Regions from separate parts of the Zea mays genome. Here region 1 is linked to region 2. Evidence: chromatin contacts called from public Hi-C data. All regions are on one chromosome and are shown on one strand. Each heading gives the region's core, a stretch centred on a gene start, on an enhancer-like site or on the middle of the called end of the contact. The rest is flanking DNA. Distances are from core to core; before and after follow the strand shown.

Region 1 (4,168 bases), core at 1,329-3,828, 37 kb after region 2:
TGGATCTATTCTGTGTAATAATTAGTAAAAAAAAATAAAATCCATAAGTACAGTACAGAAGAAGAGGTAAACGAAAGTAAAGTAAATCATTGTCGTTAGCTTGAAACTTCTCTAAAGTCTTGTTTGAGAACAAAGTTTTTGAAAATCATGGTTTTTGAAATACTACAGTATACTTTAGTCATGACAATACCACAATTTAAAATACTACGGTTTTGGAATACCACAGTATTGGATACATAGAGGTGTTTGGAAGCAAAATATTTTTTTTTGCACGCGGTAGAGATGCGCGAACTGCGTTTTACAGAGAAAACTGAAGTATAAACCTAAGTTTAGAATACTTCAAAAGAACTGCAGTATTTGTAATACTTTAGTTTTTGAAAACAGAGATTTTAGCTGGCTTGCCAAACACCTTTTAATATATAATACTACAGTTTTTAAGAATACTGCAGTATTCTTCCAAAACTTTGAAAAAACTTCACTTCAAAACACCCCGTAAGTGTTCTTATGCCGACAAGGCGACGACCATATATACCGAGGCACGAGTCGAGCACCAGACAGAGAAGTAAATGTTTTGTATTACACATACGACAAGTTAATTCCATCGCTGTTCATCGTCGTAACGGATAACCAGATGGAAACAATTGGGGCCCTTTCACCGGCCTTTTCTTATTTTCCTACAGTGGACAAGTTGGAGCAAGTGGTGTGTGAGGGTTGACCTGGTACACGAGAACACGACAGCAGAAAAGTTGGTGTTCAACTTGACTGGGAATCGTAGACCGGTGTAGCTTGCCTTAAAATTAATCTTGCCTGTTTTTTTTGGCTAAGCCATAGATTAGCACCCCTGCTCGATCTCCTGGCCACATGATCTAGCTCCACACACTAACTGGAGTGTTGTTCCCTAGTGCTGCTGCAAGTCCATGCGTGGTGGTTTAGGTTTGCTTGCACCAACACTCCAACCTAGCTGTTGCTGCTACTACTACTCACATGCATGTGTTCATATGGTTTAATCATGATAAATGGAGAAAACAATGCTTTGGTTCACTGCACTGGATTAATCTTCAACAACTCATGCAAGTGGCGGTTCTGCATACTACTACGGTACTACCTTAGTTTTCGAGAATATTTGTCGTCCGCTAATTTATATTTAAACTAAAACATGATAAATAAAAAAGAACATAGTAAGTATATATGATAAAAGTTTTGCAAAATTGCATGTCACGCGATGCTTGCACATATTTCTTACACTATCACATGAGGTTATGAGCTAGTATATTTTCGGTGTACTATTAACCTAAGTGCTAGTCAAAGAAATCTATTATATTGGACAATTCAAGTCATCGCTGCACATGACATGCTAACAAGGAAACACCAGCAAGTAAGGTAGTGTTTGGTTGAAGAGCCAAGTAGAACGGAACCGTTCTGTTCAAGTTTTGTTGTTGTTTGGTTACAAAGTAATTAGAATAGAATGGCTCCAATTAGAGAATATTCTCCTCAGATCCAGAACCATTCCGCTCCAAAAAATCAATGGGACGGAGCCGCTCCGTTCCAATCCCGCTCTCACAGTCACGCTCCGTTCCGTTCACTCTGCAACCAAACAAAAAACAGAACCGCTCCGTTCCAGATTACCAAACACAGAACAGAGCGGCTCTGTTCCTAAAATCAGGGATGAAACGACTCCGTTCTATTTGGCTCCTCAACCAAACACTACCTAAGTGTTAAAATAACGTAGACGCAAATCAACACGACTAGCTAATAGCTTCTCGCTGTTTGCTCAAGCTCGTTTTTTTTAACTCCCGCCTCTCCGTTTAATTAAACAATCCACGAAAAAGGAAATATTTGCGAGTTTATTTGCATCCAAAGCAAACATGTTATACGTTGTGAAAATTAGGGGTATTGGGTTTTTAGTAACTATTTTTTTAGCTCTTGCATCCTATTTTATTTTAGTTTCTAAATTATCAAATACATAAATTAAAATATTTTTTTAGTTTCCGTATTTTGCAATTTAAAAACTAAACCAAAATAAACTAGAGAAACTACAAATTATTGCCTAGAAACTAAACACCCATTTATGATTGATGCAATTGCTATCGATAAACCTCTAAGGACATGTATAGTAGAGAGACACCAAAACGGCTCTTCAAACACAAGAGGTAACTAAGATACTCTATTATACAATGGAGTGTCTATAAATGTAGCCTATTAATAAATATAAAAGTAAATGCGTTTGTATAACATCGAATCGATTGAACAGACAACAAATTCGTACAGTGGAAGTAAGACATCTGTTACTATTTAAGCTACAATTCAGAGATATCTCTTCACAAAAAAGATGGCTCCATTTTTTTTACAAATACAATTTTAGACAGCTCAAAAGATTATACATTAAACACCACTGTACCTAATAACTGCGTAGACACGGACGGCAACACGGCCGCCGCGAAACCGCGTTAATTTATGAGCGCCCGCTGATGTGCCTGTTCCTGTGCCTGTGCGTGCGCCTCCTGCGTGTGGCAATAGCAGCGGGCAGCGGCAGTTGGTCACCGTGGTCGTGGAGTCTGCAGTGGGCTGGACCCTCCCTGCCGCAGTTCCGCTGTTGGACCCTCCTTGCCCGGCTACTGCTGTACCCTCCAACAAGGCAAAAAGAAGAACGAAGCTCACCCACCCTGCCCATCGGCCTCATCACTTCCCTCAAATCCACCGATCCCCTTCCAGAGGTTAGGGCCTCTGCGCCCGATTTCGTCCCGCCTCGCCGATCCACCCGCCGCAGGTGCGTTCCCTTGCGCCAATTTCTGGTGAAAATGCGTTCGTGTGGAGAAAATCTCTTTACTTTTTGCGCGGAAATTCCGCGCCTCTCTTCTGACTTGGCGCTGTTCTCATGGCTTCTGCAGGTGAGCGGCTTCGCCGGTTGGAGTGTAGTACTGCGGTCGCGACCTTCGTTCCGAGCTGGTTCATTTTCGCTTGGATAGGTTTGGTACGGATGGGAGCCGGCGGCGCGGGGATCAGGAATGTTTCGGTGCGTGGGAGGTGAGAGCCGCCGGTGGGCACTGAGGGCCTAGGGTTTGGTTGAAGAGGGAGCAACGAAATGGGGGGCTTTTGCTCCAAGGGGTCGGCGGTGGACAAGTCACCCAGCGACACTACGCTCGGCCCCGGCCGGGAGGTTGACCGCCATGACCGTCTAGTGGTGAAGGAGGAGAAGAAAGCTGTGGTGGGGGAGGCTGCTGCCAAGAGGATGCAAGAAGAGCAACATCAACAGCAGCAGCAGCAGCAGCAGCCAGCAGCGCCACCACTGCCTGTATCGGTGTCGCAAACGGCAGTGCCTGGAGCTACCGCGGATAACACTGCAGCACCATGGGATGGGGTGCCACCACTGGCACGGTTGCCATCTCAGAAGTCGGGGATGGGTGTGGCGAATAAGGCAAGTTTTCAGTACTTACTTTAATGCATTATTGCTGAATCAATCATTTCTTGCCTCGTCTGTTAAAAAACTGAATTGTTTTTTATATCAGTGTAATTTGTTCGTGCTGATAATGTTGCTTAGGGATTAGTGCACTTTTCTCATGGGAATTTTGAGCTTTCTTTTTCTGTAGCATTAGCCTTTTCATGACATTTTGACATCTTGAACTAGAGGATGATCTACCAACATCTTTGCGTGAATTTTAATAAGTTTTCCTTGAGTGCTTGGCAGCAAGGAATTTGTTATTCTCTGCTATAATGAATGTGTATGTTGCTTTGGATTTATGGTCACACAAGAAAGGACCAAGAACTAACCAATTGAACCCAACTGAATAAAATCTTGAGTGCTTACGATGATGAGGAAAGACGGGCAATTAATTCATACTTAATAGGAGTATTTAATTGCGTCTGCCAGGATTCGAACTCGAGAATCGAGATATTTGACCCTGGTACTGACCTATTCAACCAAAAAGTTTAAGGTAATGGGGAAAGGCGGCCATTTCACTTAACTTCAACATATGGGCTACTGGTACTGCCAACTGAAGAAAATCTTGTCCAACACCAGTTCAGATGGTTTGGACTTTCAAACAAAGACCCTACTGGTGCATAGAGGGATCCTTTGATATTGGGGGAGGAAGAAAAAGAGGACTTGAAAGGATGGAATATACCTAAAGATTTGTCCTTGGATAGGAACACATATGTTCGGCTATTTCAC
Region 2 (4,405 bases), core at 502-3,001:
AACACCCCCTAAGTTCAAGAGAAAAAGAGAAAATAAACAACCGACTATCGAGAGTTTAGCTACAAAGACACTCTAAGCCTCCTAACATTGTTAAATTTAAGCATTTGCAACTTAAGCATGTCATTGAAATTTGAAGCTGCCCTTTCACGAGAGGAAGGAAGAGGCAATATTCCTGAAGATTGAGTTGTTCCTTTGCCTCCAAATGCAACATACTACCAGTTCCAGAATATACATGAATAAGTTGTGCTCAAAGCCACCCCTTGCAGCCCCAATCATAGGAAAAATATAGAGGCCGTGGCACCAATGTATCTCAACATTGTTCTAGCATCCCATACTGAAGGGAGAGACGAGGATTTGTTAGAGAAATTTTTTTAACCTTACCAAAAAATATAAATTGCAAATGGATTTAAATTTTATTAAGATACTCTAAGGCTATCTCCAATATCTTACTCATTATTATTTTTATGTTAAACTCCACCCTAAAATAATAAGTACAAACAATGTTTTGGACGGCCATATACACGATTTGCTGGTCATAGCCTACCAATAACAAAAACAGCTACCCACCTTGTTTGCCTAGGATATTTACTTTTTGTTCGTGTTGCCACCTCAAAATATTTGTTGGATTACACGATTGGGTCGTCTAATGCAACCATAAACGAAGGGGACACCATGGAGGCGAGCCCTGTGCATGAAACTGTGTCATAACCTCTTAATTGAAAGAATGTATTGTTTTATTCTTTTTTAGTTTATTTTATCTTACTTATATTGGCATGATAAACATTGAAAATAGTGGAATAAAATTACCATTGAGGACTTGTTTGGGAGGAAAATACGAGGAGGATTGAAGGGTCTAAAATCACTTTGCTATTTAATTTTGAATAACAAGATATTTTAGCCCCTCAAATTTCCTCTAGTATCCTAACTTCCAAAAATCCTGAGGGGATGTTTGTTTCTCTCCTAGATTATATAAGTTGGATTATGGTGGAAGAATAGGAGGGTAAAATATCACTTTAGAACTACAAGCTTATTTGTGGTCCTAAATTAATATTTTATCCTTCTACCCTTCTACTCAGGGACGGATTCAGAACAAAATAAGAGTGATGGCATACTTGTAAGGATGGCTACCAAAATGAGGACATCTAAGTGGCCTTGAGTAGAGAACATATTAAAAATTCAGACTCTACTACTTACAAAGAGGAATGAGTGGGGGCCTAGCTAGGCCCTAAGACCTACATAGGTTTGTCTCTGCTTGCACTATAATCAAGTTTACATAATCTAAAAGGAAACAAACATGCCTGGAGAATGAGCTAAACGACGGGGAACGCCATGGAGGCGAGCCACTCGAGGTCTCCACAAATAAATTGTAATATCTTTTCAGAGAATTCTGGGTGGCGGTGGTCGTTGTTTTGTTGTCGCCTGAATTCCAAGTTCTAACGTGCAAGTACGTCCATGTGTGAACTTATTCGAAAAGTACGTCCATGCATGGGAAAAGATGGCATGACCTGTCTGTGTCTGCCGGTCCGGCCGGGCCACGAATTTCCCCAGGCGGCGTAGAGCGTTTGTTGGCGACTACTAGATAGAGGACCGGAGGAAGAGAACTGCACTGCAGTACTGCACATGCACTGCAGCAGGCATGGAGAAAAGAGAAGCGTCGTCTCGTCGTTTTCTGGCCCCCATGGCCTTGGGCTTGGGGGCAGGGGCACGTACGCGTGCGTGGAACGAGTCGTGGCAGGCAGGCACCATTTCCTCTCGGCTACACATACACAGTAAGTGGGCCATGTCTCGTGTTGTCTCAAGTCACAGCATGCTACCGCGAATTTGCTCCGTGTGGAGCCTTCGTGGCTCCGTCTGCAAGTACAAGTGCGCGCAGGCGGATGACCAGCATGCAGCCAAGCCAACCGGCCGCCGGCGGCCAGTAGCCCGTGTTCGGCCTGCACGGAGAGGAGGGGAGGATTCCGGCCGGGCACCTGCCCCCCACGCTCACGTAGTAGTACGTACGCCGCGCGGTCTCTCGCGCGTTCGCACCCCGTTTCCATCATCGGTCCGCGCCGCCCAAGGCCCACGGCCACCGGCGACGCGCTGCCGAGTGCCGACCACTCCTCGGCTCGCAGCGCCACCGCCACCAGCGTCCAGCGAACGACCTATCGATCCAAGTCTAACGAAGCCCGTCAAATCGCGCGCGCGTCACGATCGCGAACCGGCCGGGATCCGTCGCCGAGTACAGGCTTGGACTCGGTTGCGCTGACACGGAAACCAACAATAATTCGCATGTTCGCTGTGACTTTAACACACAGTCTGTGACAAAAATACTATAGCCGTTTTGGAATAAGCGCAGCGAATAGACTGTCGATCCTATTCGCCCTGAGCCGTGCGCGCGGCGTGGTTGGACGGACGGACATAGGAATATAGGATAGGAGTATGACATATTGACATGATGTGCTAGCCTTCCGCCTCCTCGCCCCCCGCCGGGAGCCGGTCGCTGTGCCGAGTGGCCCACTATTGATTTAGGACTTGTTTGGTTGTGTCGGGATCCGATGAAGCATAATTTGACATTAAGTGGATTAAGGTTCTATTTAGGATAGCTCTAACTCTAAAAAAATTTATTAAAGTTAATGGAGCAGATCATTAGGTGCCTCAAAAAATCTATAACTAGGACTGTAATACTTTAGAAACATTTAGATAAATCTATATTTATTAGTTAAATAAAAAAATATTTTTAAACTAATTAAATTGATATTATAAACTTTATCTTTACACTGGAGCTAGAACCTAGAGTATCTTAAACACGGACACTACTAAATGGGTGTTTGGGATGGATCTAGGTTCTAGCTCCAGTGTGGAGTTGTAGTTTATAATATCAATTTAAATAGTTTTATAAATATTTTTAATATAAATAATAAAGAAAATGACTTATACAATTGTCTTCAAAAGGCTTACAGCTCCAGCTCCACAATTTTCTGGAGCACCTAATGACCTGCTCCACCAACTTCACCAAATTTTCTAGAGCTGGAGCTATCCCAAACAGGGCCTAAATAGAAGAGGATTTATTCGTTTCAATTCCTTTAATCAAGACGCAAAACAGGGCCTCAAAGGGCTCGGCGGAGGACGACCGCTTCAAACGGGCTGTCTGTTCTTGCGGATTTGTAGCAGCCGGTTGCCATCATTGGTCCAAGGAAGGGGCGTTGTCTTGTCTGTCTGTCTAGGGTCCGCCGTTCATTTGTTTTTTTCTCCGTTTTGTTAGTTTCTATGAGACGTCAGACGTGGACGGGAGCTAGCCTAGCTGCTCCATCCGGGAAACAGCCTTGTGCGGTGCAGGGATTTAGGGCCCTTTGGCAGGGCTCTCGCTTCTCCAAAAACAGATTTAGCTCTCGCTCACGAGGTGAAACCACTTCTTTAGATGAGCCAAAGCTATTCTAAAAAATCATTTGGCAAAACGGCTTATAGGTTGTTTTTCAGAAAGACCCTTGTATATGTATATCTCTCCTGTACGTGGCTAGGGATTGAGGGCAGGACCAAAAAATAATAATTTGGACTGGTGGGAGGGCTATTGTGCAAAAATGACGTGAGCTGAAGCCGGGTGAGCCACTTTTTTTGGCTCATGCCCTCTAGTTCATTTTGGAAAAGCACTTCACTGGTGAAGCCATTTGAAAAAGAGGTGTTTGGCACAACTTTTGCATGAGCCAGAGCCGAAGCTGAAAAATAAGCCCTACCAAAGGGGGCCTTATACTTGAGCGGAAACCTTCGCATACTAGGAGTATCTGTGTCACGACAACGGGGGACTCTAGATTTACCGCGGCTGAGGTAACCACACTCGAGTTCTTTTCGGTATTAGGATTTTTATGGTAACAGACCGGGTGCATGGGCGAGTCCAAGATTCAGCTATAGTTGTACATAAAGCACGAGCCTGAGGCTCTTTTTTGGCCCCGTCCATGTCCGACGCGGTACAGGAGTGATGGGTCCAGGCTAGCACGACCCAATGGAGCAGTTTGTGCCTAGGGCGAAAGCCAGGCACGTGGGACGGCACGGCACGGCCTGCTCCCACAGGGCCAGCCCGATACAGGCCCATCGATTTCCCACCCCCTCACTCACATCAATGATGAATCGAGCTGTATCACATCAACTAGAGAACTTAACATACGAGTTTTCTATCAAAACTATTACCCATCAATCTCTATCCTCGGGGATAGAATCCAGCTCACGGCGTACCTGATAACTACGCTTATATACGTCAATTCATGGGAAGATGCTTACAGGAACTTCCAACTACTCACTTTGAGCAGGCATGTTACGAAGCTGGCTGAACTAAGCCCAAGTTCGGTAAGGCGTAAAGTAAGTGCGAACCCGAAGCGTGGGTAGAGTTGGAAAGAAGCGTAAAGCTGTGTTGGTTCGATCGAAACATAGA

What was found. Hi-C and Micro-C count contacts between places; a contact is called where the count stands out from the background.
Region 1: a Hi-C map of ear shows a contact between it and region 2, with 1.9 times the contacts expected there. The contact joins the promoter of LOC100278408 here to the enhancer-like site in region 2. A contact is called at or near these places in 5 of 25 Hi-C or Micro-C datasets (ear, leaf and tassel).

The regions. Positions count from the first base shown.
Region 1 is chr3:178,402,305-178,406,472 of Zm-B73-REFERENCE-NAM-5.0, forward strand. It overlaps LOC100278408, which reads left to right and starts at 2,579. Exons shown (of 13, transcript NM_001374044.1): 1 at 2,579-2,767; 2 at 2,889-3,415. The coding sequence starts at 3,083.
Region 2 is chr3:178,366,085-178,370,489 of Zm-B73-REFERENCE-NAM-5.0, forward strand. No RefSeq gene overlaps it. Among protein-coding and RNA genes, the nearest start is that of LOC100278408, 37 kb to the right of the region's middle. Within about 2 kb of position 1,752, at least 20 of the 20 cell types and tissues checked have an H3K27ac peak or open chromatin away from gene starts, as enhancers often do. A contact at or near this core is called in ear, leaf and tassel, where this site is marked.